2 separate regions of the Rattus norvegicus genome follow, and region 2 is linked to region 1. Evidence: chromatin contacts called from public Hi-C data. All regions are on one chromosome and are shown on one strand. Each heading gives the region's core, a stretch centred on a gene start, on an enhancer-like site or on the middle of the called end of the contact. The rest is flanking DNA. Distances are from core to core; before and after follow the strand shown.

Region 1 (7,120 bases), core at 1,543-4,042:
TCCTGATCCTGTTGCCCACACTCTTGTCCCTCCCAGACTGCAGAGAGGTCTGTCTGGGGTGCCTGTCTAATTAGGTTGTCTGTCAGGCTGCAAGCCTACAGTGGTTTTACTGTTCAGTGTAGGGGTCCAGTCACCCTCACGGCCTCCATGTCTGGAGTGCCGCTGTGTCTTCCTCTTCTCTTTCTCAATCTATCATGACTGCCTACTGTGTATCCACATCCCTCACTAGATACTGAGTTCCTGAATGGGAGAGCATGTCCTTCCCAGCACCCAGAAAAGTTGATGGTAAGTGTAGGGGCTCGATAAAATCCAAGTTCAATGTGCATGATGAGTGCTGGGTACTGCCAAGAATTAGTTTGTCTTCTTTTTAAAACAAAAAACAAAAAACAAAAAACAAAAAACAAAAAACAAAAACAAAAAAATAAAAAACCAACCTGGATCCTACTGGCCTTCAACTCACAATGTAGCCCAGGCGGACCTTAAACTCCACAGCCTGCCTTAGCTTCCCAAGTGCTGAGATTGTACGCATGTGCTCTGCCTGGTTTGAATCCAGAAGTCTTGATTGATTTACCTGGTTCTCTTGTGTCTTTTTGCTCCGTGTGTGTTTTTAGGGGTTTGTGTATTTATTTGTCTGTCTGTTTTGAAGAAAAGATTTATTATGGCTCACGTTGGAGGAAAGACTCAGTTATTGTAGAGAAGGGCTGGAGTCTGTCAGGTGGCCACTCTGCAGTCAGAAAAGGAGCTTTAGCCGGGGAGGAAAGACCCTCCAGAATTTTGGGTGGTACCATTCTATGGGCTGGGGCCATAGACTATATAAAAAGGGGGAAAAGGGAAGAAAATAGCAAGGGTTCATCCCTTTCTGCTTCTTGACATCAGATACAGTGTGGCTAACCGCCTCACATTCAGTCAGCATGGCTACATGGCTACATGGCTACATGCTAATGCATGGGCTTCTCACCCAGTATTTCCCTCCTCAGCTAAGCCTCTCAGGAAAAGCCACTCCCCACAGCCTGAGATGTGTTTCCTAGGTGATTCCAAATGCAGTCGTGTTGAAATGAAAATTAATCATCAAAGAGGCCAACTAGACTTAAGATTTTTATCATGTACTCGTCTAACTTTAGGGGAGGAAAGGGTTCCTTTGGCTTAGAGTTTACTGTTCATCGTCGAGGGGGGAGGACGACAGGAACTGGGGGGTGGGAGATGAGTCTGTGAAGGAACAGGGCTCGCTGCCTTGCTTCTGGCTCATATGCTGCTGCATTTTTTTCTTTCTTTTCCTCATCTCTTTCTCCATTTCTTCTTCCCTATTCTCCTTAGTTCTTCCAGAGTTTCACATAATGTTTTTATCATATTCACCCCTCCTCCAACTCCTCCTAGATTCCCTTCTCCCTCCTGCTCCCTCAAATATTCTTCGACTGGAGAGAGTGGTTTACCAAGGACTGTACTCTTAGAGAAACTGTCTCTCCCCGTGGCAAGAGACTGTCGAGTGTGTACCCCGCTCCCCTCGTCTATGTCTTAGCTTCAATATACTCAGAAGCCTAAAGATGGAAGGGATTGTAAATCCCCACCTAGCACAGAGCTTCGCTGGACAGTTGTGACTCCTGCCTCAAATATCTAGGCTTTGTGCATTCCGTGCTCGCCTATTTTTCATGAAATGGATCAGTTAAGCCCCAAGAATATCTGAATGACAGCCGATTTGTTCTTAGGCTTCATCTATTGTCGTAATTATATCTGGGCGAACTTTTGCTTCCTGTTTCTAGGTTTGTTATTGTAGGGTAATGATCTTCCTTACATCTGTAGATCGATTGTTGGAAGGAAATTTTCATAAGGTATTCTCCACTTTTCTTGTTATTATTACCTGGTGATTGCAGTCCTGGGCCCCAGGCGATAAATCATCAAATTATACCAATTGCTTTCTTTTTCTGAACCTTCCAATAACATTTTTTCTCTCTTATGTCTTTGAAATGCTTCCGTTCGCCATTTATCTTAGCCAACGGTCATGTCAAACCAATCCCCTGTTAGACACATTTTCACCAAAGTTGAAATGAGCCTGAATTGTGAAACTTATTGTGTGTATTTTGGAACTTACTGTGACATTCACAGTCTGCCTCCCAGTCCTGGGTCATATTTTTACTAACCAGAAGTATCTAGGTTTTCTTGGGAGTATCTAGCTTTTCTTAACAAAAGAGCTTGATTTAAAAAAAACAAAAAACAAAAAACAAAACGCAAATTATTAGTTTAAAAGTAAATGGATGTCAATTTCTCCTTTTTCTTCGTTTGAGTGATACTTTAAAATACAGATTTTTGAATCATGACCCGTTGTTTTGCTTTTATATGCATGCGGTGGGTGTAACATTGTCCGGGTCTGTATTGTATTATATATTGTATTATACTATACAAATAAACTCTCTACCTTGGAGCTGCAAATACACTTATCTTAATCTGGCATCCTGAGGAGACAATTGAAAAACAGTTTATTCTCTCTGTGGGAAGTTATATTTTATTTCATTGTTATGTAGTTTGCAGGAATCCGAGTTACAACGGGTTTCTTCCTTCAGTCTGTACCCGTGAGAATGCGGGGGTCCTGACAGTGGGCTTGTTTATTCCCAAAGAAAGGCCACGTTCTTTCTCTGCATGTATTGACGTGCTCAGATTTCTGTTTGCCTATGTCTCCCTCCAGGCCTTGGAAAGAGGAAAAATCTGTCAGCTTCCTCAGCAGGATAGAAAGGTCTGCAAAGTTTCCTCCCTGCAAGAGCTTCCAGTGCCTGCTGCTGGGCCTGTGGAGAGAACAGCTAAACTAGGCCAGACAGAGCACGCCTCCTCTCTTCCGCCCCTCCCTGTCCTCAGAATGCGGACTGGAGGAGGTGCCTTCCAGATCTTACATTCTTATTTGAATCTATTTTTGTTTTTCTTTCTTGATCCCTAGAGGAAACTGGGAGCCAGCACACAATGCTAGAGCGATATCAAACAGCTCAGCAGATGACCCCGAAAGGATGAATCATATGCCTGCTTCCCGCACAGGAGCCGGATTAGTCCTAGTGTGCTGCAGAAGGTTTTCCTTAGAAAGGTATGCTTCAGCGGACCCCTCTTTGTTGCTTTGTAACAAGTTTGTTTACTCATTCATTTCGTCACTCTAACAGCTTTGGAATTAAAATGAATATCACATTTCCACGGTCCGATGTATTTCTCACCCAGGAACTTAAGTCTAATTGTAAAAGGGTGAATTAAAACTTACAAATCTTTAAGCACAGTGTCGAATAAGCCTTACGTTAATTACTGCAAAATGAGTTTGCCTGTACCAAGCCAGTATACAGTGACACACAGTTTCAAACAGGATTCAAGTCTCTTCTCCCCACAACTTCTAATCTCCTCCTAGCCCCATCTTTAGGCTCCCCGGGGACGAAATCTTTGGGAAGAGCTGTATTAACTACAGGGATTTCCCCTTCTCTCCTGCCTGTGTTGAGTTTTCTTCTTGTCTAGTGCTGCCCTCTGGTGACCATTTGTTAATTTACATGCTATAATCCCCCCCCCCCCCCGCAGTTTAGCCTAAGGAAAATAAACAACCAATACAAAAACAAAACAAACCAATAGTTTGTTCGTATTCGTTTTCAGCTGTCAAATAAAAAATTCAGGCCAGAGCACATCCCATTCTGGAAGTTTCCTGTTTAGAAAAACCTGGCTTAGGTATAAAGACACATATCCCCATAAGCCATCTGAGTTTGTTTCCTGTTTGGGCTGAAAAGAAGATAGGAACTTAGCCCAAGAAGGGACATTTTTTCTCATGACATCTCTCCTTAATTTTAGAGAATGTTCTTTCTAAGTGCTCCAAATTCTAGTCTTACTGATAGACTCTTGGGCGTTCTTGCTTGCTCTCAGGCTGGAGTCTGGGCTGCTTATTGGAAGTGCTGACCAACACTATTCCTCTGAAGCCTGGCAGCAGCCCAGCAACGATTATAGGAAGATTCAGAGGAAGAGGAAGCCATTGAGTTCACCACATCTGAGAGCCACAGAACCTTCTGGTAATTGTCCATACTTCAAGATATGCTGACGTGCACAAGAGCCGGAAGTTAATGATTATCCTGGGAATGGACCAACATGGCCATGTCACACCTGAGAGTGTGACATGTGTGTACATGCATGTGCATGTGTGCGTGTGCACCTGCGAGTGCAGGCACGTGTGTGGTGATGGAGGGAGAAGGACAGTGACTACACTGACTTACTGTAGGTGTCAATGTTACATCGCAGGCATCATTTCTCCTCAGAGAATACTGTACGGGAGGCGGGGGATTGTTGCCCCTATTTAATGATGAAGAACCTCTGACCTAGAAGAACTGAACAGTTTCACAGGCTGATGGGTTAAAGTGAAGTCCACGTTGGCCTGATTCTAAGGCCCTACATCCTTTAAAAAACATAGATGACCAGCAAGCACGTGGTGTTAGAGGGTGTCGATGTTATCTGATGAGATTAATCCATGACTGGGTTTTGAACTTGCTGTGTTCCCAGCATCCTAGTTCTCCAATTGTAATTCAGGATGGAGGAGGGGTGGGAAGAGAGTGTGGGGAGGAGAGAAGGGTACTTGAACAACCTCTTATGAACTTTAGTGGGTAGGATCATTGCTCGATAGTTTGTTTTGGTCAATATTCTTTTGTGTGGAATTTATACGTAAGGTACGGAATTTTTCCAAAACACAAGAATGTTTTTTTTTCTTTTTTTTCTTTTTCTTTTTCTTTTTTTTATTAACTTGAGTATTTCTTATATACATTTCGAGTGTTATTCCCTTTCCCGGTTTCCGGGCAAACATCCCCCTCCCCCCTCCCCTTCCTTATGGGTGTTCCCCTCCCAACCCTCCACCCATTGCCGCCCTCCCCCCATAGTCTAGTTCACTGGGGGTTCAGTCTTAGCAGGACCCAGGGCTTCCCCTTCCACTGGTGCTCTTACTAGGATATGCATTGCTACCTATGAGGTCAGAGTCCAGGGTCAGTCCATGTATAGTCTTGAGGTAGTGGCTTAGTCCCTGGAACACAAGAATGTTTTAATTGAACCTATTCTTGGTCAGTGTGCGATAGAGATGCGTGAGGGCTAGACCCGTGCAGTTATGCCAACAGGGACATACTTGCATATTTTTTGTTATTTTCTTAAGACAGTTGTTGTGGTCTGTTCTGAGAAACTCAAAACCCTGTCAGGGGATGATGCCCCAACTGTGGGTTTCTCCTTCTGCAAAGAGAAGAAAGATGGGAGAAGCCTTATCTGTACTTATCAGTTGTTTTTCTTTGTAACTATGACAACAGCTATTGATTCTTCCTGAGTCTGTGTGACACATCCTATAGCTTTCTAATTGAAATATTTCATTCTTCAGAAATGAAGAACCAAAGGGCCATGCAGCTCTGAACACTATCGTTTCTCCCTCACAGGCAATACGATTTAAGGAGAGACCCTTTTACAAAGACTTCAAAGTCCTAGATTGGATTCGAAATCACACTTTCCTTAAATAGAGCTGCACTGAAATGTCTTTCAATCAAAGCAATACATTGTCTGAAAACATCTTGTGGAGTCTATGTTGGGGTGCTGCCACCTCAGTTCTCGTTTACATGCATGATTAAAAACTGCTATTGCAACAGGAGGCCTTGCATTACTTTTAATGCACAGCCAGAGGGAAAACTAAGGTTAACGGAAGTCTCAAACACACAGTCTTTTTTTTTTTTTTTTTTTTTGGATGAGTTTCCTTGCCTTTCTAGGTTCATTGTCTTGAAAACTTCTATTTTGGGGAAGGTGGTAAGATTACATCACTTCCTTTATTAAAAAATTAGTTTTTTTTGAGTTAGTCTGCAAGGGGCTGGAGAGAGGGCCCAGTGGTCCAAGAGGTCTTCTTGAACAATCACGAGGACTGGTTAGGATCTCCAGAGTCATGCATAGGCCTGCGACTGTGACCCCAGCTCAGAGAAGGTGTGATAGGGACAGCAGAGCGCTAGAGACTGCTGGCTTCCGGCCTAGGAAGAAAATGCAAGCCATAGAATAAGGAAGACACTCAGAGGAATAGCTATTCAGTGTTAGGTGAGGAAATTCGAGGCCTTCTTCCGGTTTCTATGCATGTGTGTAGGTATGTGCATGCAACACATAAACACATGTACATATAGATAAATAAAGCCACAAAATAATGGGCTTCATTGTGGCATTTCTGAACATGCCTTGTCTTTATTTATCTGCACCCCAACTCCTTTGTCTCATGGTTTTAGCTCCTTATTACTGGGCACTGCTGTCCTTGACCATGTCATGTGCACACACACAAGTGTTGGGGTCAGAGGGCACTTAAGGTTAAGTATCATCCCTCAGCTTCTGTCTACCTCTCCCTTAGAGGGTCTTACTGGCCTGGAACTCACTATGTAGGCCCTGGGGGTTGGCTAGCGATCACTATTGTTCTGCCTGCCTCTGCTTCAGCAGACCTGGGATTCCAAGCACTGCCAACACACTCAGCCTTGGAAACATGGGTTCTAGAAGAGCAGACTCAAGTTCTGACGTGTGTGTGAGAAGCACTTTCCTGGCCGAGCTTTCACACAAACCCTTATAAGTTTTTACCTGTTACCCTGATTGATTATCATGATTCTTTTGACAAGAAACAGAAGCAGAGGCAGACAGTAACTCACTAACTATAGATCTGGTTGGTGACAAACCATGACTTCATCCAAGTTCCAAATGTACCACCCAGAAGCTTCTTCCCATTCTGTCCCTCCACGATATTCCCAGCCCCTCCCCGACACCTGCCTCTACTCCCATGAAGTCTGACTCACCTGTTCGTGAGACCATGTCCTTTCGGAACCATCCTTCACACAGATGTCCAGCCTCAGTTCGGTCCCCATGGCTCCATGCTTGCTATCCACACATAAGTTTGCTGCCACATTTCGAATCTGTATCAAGAGTACATCAAGCACGGGGCCGTGTCACTATTCCTGACAATCCTGGGATCTATAAAGGTCTTCCTTGGTCTGTCTTTTTGATGACAGGACTAGAAACACACCTTGAGTTTAGTTGTAGTTTGTTGAGAAAAATGGGGGCATGAAATATAACATTGTACGTAAAAAAAGAACATGATAGAGTCAAAAGACAAAATTACAGCTGGTTGCAGCAA
Region 2 (7,120 bases), core at 2,944-5,443, 250 kb before region 1:
CTCTTGGAGAGTTTCTCTCTAGTCATTGATGAAGTTAGAGAAAGATGGGCTAAAGATGGCCTCTCCAGGTGGTATCTCACTTGGTAGGTTTTAAAAACACTTTGCATAGATGAATGTTAGCATTAGGAAGCAATATATGTTACCTAAATTAGAAATATCAACCGAGAGCATGCATGGGACAGACCTGCGCCCTCAGTACATATGTAACAGTTGTGCAGCTGGGTCTTCATGCAGGACTCCTAACAGCTGGGGCAGGCAGGGGCTGTCTCTGACTCTGTTGCTTGCCTTTGCATCCCTTTCCTCTAACTGGGCTGCCTTGCCTAGCCACAAAAGGAGAAGATGCATCTAGGCCATCTAGAAGATGCAACTTAATATGCCAAGGTGGTTTGATATCCACAGGAGGCCTCTCCTGAGGAGGAAGGGGGGAAACAAAGGTGGAGGGAGGGGAAAGGAGAGGGAGGAGACTTGGGGGATAGGAAGGAGGGGAAGATGCAATCAGGATGTACAGTAAATTAAAAAAATAGTAATTTTGGAAAAAAAAAGAAACAAAAAGAAAATTGTGGTCGGTGTCACAGTTCTGAAGGGTCCACACCCCCTTCCTTGGGTACAGCAAGGGCTTCTGACCAGACTTCCTAGATGACCCAGGCTCGCTCTCTACAGGACAGAGGGCGGGGTACATATTCTAGCCTCCCCCGGCCCTTTCTTAATACTACGGTCTTTCTTTGACCATGCACAATGGAGTCGATTTACAGTTTGTTTGTATCCTAACCATTTTCTTCAACTTGCATCCGCAAAGAGCTTGTGCCCTTTTCCTTCGCTGTCAGACACTAATTACTTTTCTCTAATGTTCTTATTAGTCAGTCCTCCCCTGAAGGTCAAAATTCAGTCTTTGGTAATAGAACTCACTCAGCCTATTATCTGCAAAATGAAAATACCAGAAAAGCTAAGCTCAGTTCTGCCCAAATAGAATTTCATGATTATGTCAATTCTCAACACATATTTGTTGATTTGATTTAAAAAATGTTTACAGGTCTACTTTTTTTCAGCACTGCCTGATGTCATAAAACACCATGTATTTTTCTTTGTTAACGAGTCAAATATTATTGGAAGGGAGAATAATAAATCTTATATTCTTTGGGGAGGTTGAAAATAAAGTCGACGGACATAGAATTAATGGCTGTGCCTGGAAAAAAATATTCAAGTATATCACCTGTCATATCAAAACCAAGTAATGGAGCAAGTCCAGCAGCTCACAGTAACTCTTGCTTGAGTTACTATGTGGTACCACAGTTGGAACCCAGAGCAAATATGAAGGTAAGGCCAGTGTGTAGATTTGGCTTGGTCACCTCAGATCAGCTCAGTCTCAATAAATGACAGTTGTCTGCCACGTGCACACGGTGTCAGACAAGTGCTCTGGTTCCAGCTGGGTTCCAGCATTAATTCCTGATAGCAGAGTCTCGCACTGAGGCCCGATCCCCGTCTGAAGGTTAGTTATAACCAAGCAATCAGTGGGTTAACGGAGAAGGGGGCTGCCTCAGCGCAGCAGTTCCTAAAACCTTTCCATGCTGAATCCTAAGAGCTACAGAAGAAGCAACAAATGACACAGACTTGGGCACTGTATACAACCTAGTCACCTGACTAGGACGCTGTGGCCACTGCTGATTGGCATGTGGGCCAGCGCCATGGTGCAGCTGGTACAAGGGAGTCCCCAGAAGCAACATAAAGGTGGAAGGAGGGAGCCAACTTACTAACTGCTCTGTTCTACATATAAAGTGCCACTTGCACACCTTTCCCTTTTCATTTCCAGACACCCCGATAATAAATACAATGAAAAATAGGCAAACTCGGAATGTATTCCTTTCCATTCTTCTGTGACAGTCAATATCCTGTCACCCCATAGTGAGATACAGCTACATCATTAGCCATGACGTCACCCTTCCTTCCCCTCAGATCTCCGTTCAGCATCCTCTGCCAATGATCCTTAACACACTCATGCTATGGCTAGAATTCACAGTTCCTAAATGGACAGAGCAGTTAGATGTGATGTCATCTTCAGACAACTCAGCTGGTGTTCCCTGTGGCAGCCTGGGACAGAGGCCACTAATCATGAGGAGAACAGCTGCACCTCAGCTGGTACTCCTGCTCTGTAACAGTGTCCAGCAAGCCAAACAGGAAGTGGAAGCTATGGGATTCTTGAGGATTGTGCAAGAAGACACAGGAGAGAGAGAGAGAGACTTGTACAGCGGATTGATGATAAACATGGTGACCTTATGCCTCTCTGCTATGAAGACAGGTGGCATCACAGACACTCAGGCCAGAGTCAGAGGACAAAGTATGGGCAGCTGGGTGGACAGCACTGTACTGGACACAGAGCAGAGACTTGAGTGCCCATGAGAAATGTTAGAGCATCATTTCTAAGCACGTGTTCAGCATCCCTGAAAGGCTCTTAGAACTCTGGACGATTGGGTCAGAAAACCGGTGGTTCTGTTATCAAGTACACTGTTCATTCCTTCCCAGACAGGAAGTGTATTTCTCATAGCCCTCACTCACTCTTTCCAAAGCTCTCCCACACATATCATCTCATCCAAGTCTCTTGCAAGACAAGATTTTTTTTTAAAAAAATCATTCATTTTCTACGTATAGGAACTGAGGACTTTAGGTTGTATGACTTGCCCAGTCAAAGTTAACAATGGAAGTGGTTTTAAGAGTGAATCCTTCAGTTCTAGCTTTAAAGTTCTTTCCCTTAGGCCATAAGTTTCCTCACCATCACTTACAAGTACATGCTTATAAAGCAAATAGGAAAATAACTTATGCATTTTCACCCAGACAGAAGGAATGCTTAGCTACTAACAAAAATGACGGCCACACAGCCTGGAGGATTTCTGCCTGCTTTGAACGGTCGAGGACATTAAATATGTTTAAAAAAACCCTTAGGAATGCTAAACTGTGTTTTTTTGGGATAGCTTCCTTCAGAGTTTCTCTCTTTTTTTTTTTTTTAAAGAAAAACATACTCAGACAGATGTGTCCAGTTAATGATCTGAAATCTCAAACCACAGTCAAAAAAAAAAAAATCTGGCAGTGAGTCCTAGGCCAGGACATATGTTCTTGTATATTTCTTCAAAACTCCCTGGGAAAGAAAAGAAAAGAAAAAAGAACACTTCACAGTGCAAGCCATATGTTTATAGCTATATTGGACTCTCGTTTCACATATGAGCTTGCATATGATATTCTAATTTTATAGAAATGCCAGCTTATCAAACACCAATATACTTGAGCTAAAACAGCAACCACTAAGAGAGTGAAGGATCGACACCCTGTAGACCGTGCCCAGATGTGTGGGTTGGCGTCTCCAAGCTAGTTAATTAATGTAGGCTTTGCTCATTCTGTGAGGGATTTCAGGCACCTCACAAAGACAGAGAATGGACATCCCGGAAGTTAAAAACAGAAGGAATGGAGAAGGAAAGAGGGTAGAGAGAGAAGCAAGAGTGCAATGTATAAGGTGCTTCGCAGAGTGTGAAGGGTCTGACGCACTGCTCACGAAGAACACACCGACGACAGAGCCCGCCTGCATTCTGCTGACGGGTACACCCTTACTTTCTAGATACGTCTTATGAGTCTGCCATGCAGAATTTTTCTAGCAGTAGAACCTCATCAAATCTATGTTTAAGAAACCCATTGTTCAGCTGAAGTAAACTATTCTTGGCTTGAGGTCCAGATGGGAGTTATTTATTTTATTTTATTTTTTTATTTTATTAAACACCGGGTCTTATGCTAGATGCATACGGTAATGAGTTTCACTGGGCTCTGCTTAGATGAAGCCTTCAGTGGCAACAGTGGCAATGTGCCAAGCGCAAGCCATTACAAACAGTTGTGCAGAGAACAGGTTGAGAGCTGAAGTTCAGCACAGATTTGAAGATCACACTTTGCAAACATTCCCTCAGATGTTTATTGAGTCATCTTCCGCTCCACATTTCTTCACTCGGTGAGTGGCGATACGCCTTCATGGTGCTCTAATTACAATAAGGAACTCGCCTCCACCATATGGAGGGCTGGCATTTCCAAAAGCACATTTCAACTCTGTTAATGACTGAAGAAGAGGTAGGCACTCGCAGGGTAGCGTGGTAACATCGGGTTGGTGTTACTGGATACTTTCCAGACAGAATCGTTAGATATCGAAGACTCTGCAGTGCCTTGCTGTGGAGTCTTACATCACGACTCATACTCTACTGCAAACGAAGGAGGCACAGCACCCAGACTCTACTGTAAAGTTGAGAGAGGTTGAGAAGAGCACATAATACAGCTAGCATTTATTACCTCCCTGGCCAGTTGGCTTTGGCAGCTGATGTGACTATGTCAACCATGCTCAGTGATTTCGGTCATTGGAAGCATTAGGGTCCAGGTAGTTCATTTAACATGTAGTGTAACGGACATACAGGGAATAGTTAGTAAAGAAGAGGAGACTAATAATCCTATTTCAAGAAATTGTGAGTCTACTTCTTTTCTGGCATAAGAGAATCTTTACTGCCCCCGCCCCCAATGCCCCCAATTCACCCTGAGATAAGGCTGGCCTCGAACTCCTGCTCCAACTGCCTCCATGGGTCAGGAGGGTGGTGCTAGGGACTGACCGGGGTTGTTGTGCGGCAGGTAACACTCTACTACAGTACATCTCTACTTCCCATCTTCTTTTCTGGTGCAATGGTGCAGTACTTTTACAGAATGCCCTCTGAAACTCATTAAGACTGAGCTGCTGCAGCGCTTGCCTAGCAAGCACAAGGCCCTGGGTTCGGTCCCCAGCTCCGAAAAAAAAAAAGAAAAGAAAAAAAAAAAAGAAAAGAAGACTGAGCTGCTGCTAGGTATCAGGCAGTGCATTTCATGCATGGTGGACTCAGGTTCTATGAACCGGGAGCATATGTATGTAAATTTTCATCCCGAAGAAGGCAGATGCCAGGAAGGCTCAAACCCAAGATTTTGGAAAACATTCTAGTTCATGTTCCTTGAAAAACCTCACGAGGAACCCAAGAACTTAACACATTTCAACATCTCAAGAAGGCCTCTGCCACTTGGGAAAATGGGCCATGAACTTTCACCTTCTTCTCAAAGTCCTCCAAGAATTTTGAGTTGATCAGCCAATGTGTGAAGGAGGTTGTTGTCAAACAGGAAGGAATAAGAGAAAAGGCAAGACAATTCCATTCTGTATGACATCATTGCCACGTGCAAACTGGATGTGGACAGCAGGAGGGAGGGGATGGAGGGGAGGGGGAGAAGGAGAGGGAGAGGGAGAGGGAAAGACTCCAGAATTGAAAACTACTATGGAGGAAAGGCCAGTTCTCTGGCCTGGACACTCAGAGATCTGTTCTACTGAGATGACTAGCAATGAACACAAAGACCGAGTCATCACAGCATTTCTGCAACAGTGGGGAGCTAGGAATGGTTCCGAATGTCCCAAAATAAAGGACCAGAAAAATGAATTGTGGCCATCCAGGAGTTGGAATGACTAGCACACAGATAAGAAAATAGTGCTTCAGGAAACCAACCAAAACAAATATTTAAAGACACATAAAATGTGTCCTGGAATTTATTTATCAATTAATCGTTGCCACCTAACTTCACTGTTTTGTTTTTTTTTAAGATTTGTTTACTTTTTGTATGTGAGTACACTGTCACTCTCTTCAGACACAGCAGAAGAGGGCATCGGATGCCATTACAGATGGTTGTGAGCCACCATGTGGTTGCTGGGAATTGAACTCAGGATCTCTGGAAGAGCAGTCAGTGCTCTTATCCTGAGCCATCTCTCCAGAGCCTTAACTTCATTTTTTTAAGTACCTTGAAGTTGATGTGGTAGTGTATGCCTATAATCCCAGCCCTTAGAAGGTAGAGACGGGAGAATTAGAGAGTTCAAGATCATCCTCCACTATGAAGGGAGTTGGAGGCCAGTCTTGGTTACACAAAACCCTGTCTTCAAAGCCCACAAACAAACACACAACTACTGGGGTTGTAGGGCTACAGTAGGTTTAAAAAATAATTATCTATTAAATATTTGAAAATTTCTATTTTTCAAAGTTTAAAAAAAATGTCATCACTAATAAGAACAGCTACAAGTAAAGAGAACCTCAGTTTGGCAGCTTCATACTCAGGAACTCCCTAGGAAGTCTATTCAGTGACCCCCTAAACCCTCACAAATGTGTATATCAGACTAAGACTTTCCCCAGAATGAGTGTCAGTGTATAAACATCACCAGACCAGACTGTTCTATCAACTCTGTAGGAGCTATGCTGGACATATATCATTTCTAAGCAAGGGCATGTTAAAAGTTTCGCTCATTTATATCTATTCTCAAAGATCTGCAAAATCTGCATAGGGTACCTTCACCCTTCATTTCTGCCTGTTTTTTTCCTTTAATTATCCAAACTGTCTGTCTATCTAAGTCCTCCTAATTTACAGCTCTTGCTGACAGCTGTGTGAATGCGACAGATCCAGCACACAGAACAGAACCACCCAGAAGCTGTTTCCCCAGGGATCAGGATAGCTAAAGAAAAGACACACGTGCTCCTGTACAGAGGGGCAGCAAAGACAGACAGAAGACCTCTACTGGAAGAGACGCTTCCCTAGGGCCAGTCGCAGCTTTTGCTGATCTCTAAACCCAAACTGGAAAGCCAGCCCTTACCTGTGTTCTGCATAGTGTTCCAAATATTATCAAGAAATCGTATTAATTATTGCCAATTTAGAAATAAAGTACTTACTGCAGTAGAAAAACTATACCTTGTGCACATGCCTCAGAAATCCTAGATATTTTGAAGCAATTCGGATGTATATGTCACAGGTAAGGAAGTTTGGAGTTTCTTTAAATGGCTGCAAGCAGACACCATGTTGTGGTCACTAAAGGGACTGCATTCATGAAAACTCATTTAACTGACTTCTCAGTGCCCTGCTGCCTGAACATTTCTCATATTCAAGCCATCAAATGCCTGCTTGCTTGTGGCAAGTGCTGAGGACCACTGGGGAGAGTGCCACAGTGTTGCTCTCTGTGCTCTTAATTTACACTAAAACCTTCATGAAAGAAGATTAATTTAGAGGCTTCCTTAGTACTGAAGACATCAATCAGTGTTAAACACCAGTTCTA

Evidence for each region. A called contact is a pair of places that touch in the nucleus more often than the background predicts.
Region 2: a contact with region 1 is called in a Hi-C map of the A7r5 cell line, with 4 times the contacts expected there. The contact joins two enhancer-like sites. A contact is called at or near these places in 2 of 12 Hi-C or Micro-C datasets (the A7r5 cell line and kidney).

What each region holds. Positions count from the first base shown.
Region 1 is chr16:37,424,288-37,431,407 of GRCr8, reverse strand. It overlaps Galntl6 (polypeptide N-acetylgalactosaminyltransferase-like 6), which reads right to left. Exons shown (of 12, transcript NM_001135756.1): 10 at 6,783-6,899. Among named protein-coding and RNA genes, the nearest start is that of Galnt7, 160 kb to the left of the region's middle. Within about 2 kb of position 2,792, at least 39 of the 93 cell types and tissues checked have an H3K27ac peak or open chromatin away from gene starts, as enhancers often do. A contact at or near this core is called in the A7r5 cell line, where this site is marked.
Region 2 is chr16:37,672,499-37,679,618 of GRCr8, reverse strand. The region is part of intron 2 of Galnt7 (polypeptide N-acetylgalactosaminyltransferase 7); the gene reads right to left. Among named protein-coding and RNA genes, the nearest start is that of Hmgb2, 48 kb to the left of the region's middle. Within about 2 kb of position 4,193, at least 14 of the 93 cell types and tissues checked have an H3K27ac peak or open chromatin away from gene starts, as enhancers often do. A contact at or near this core is called in the A7r5 cell line, where this site is marked.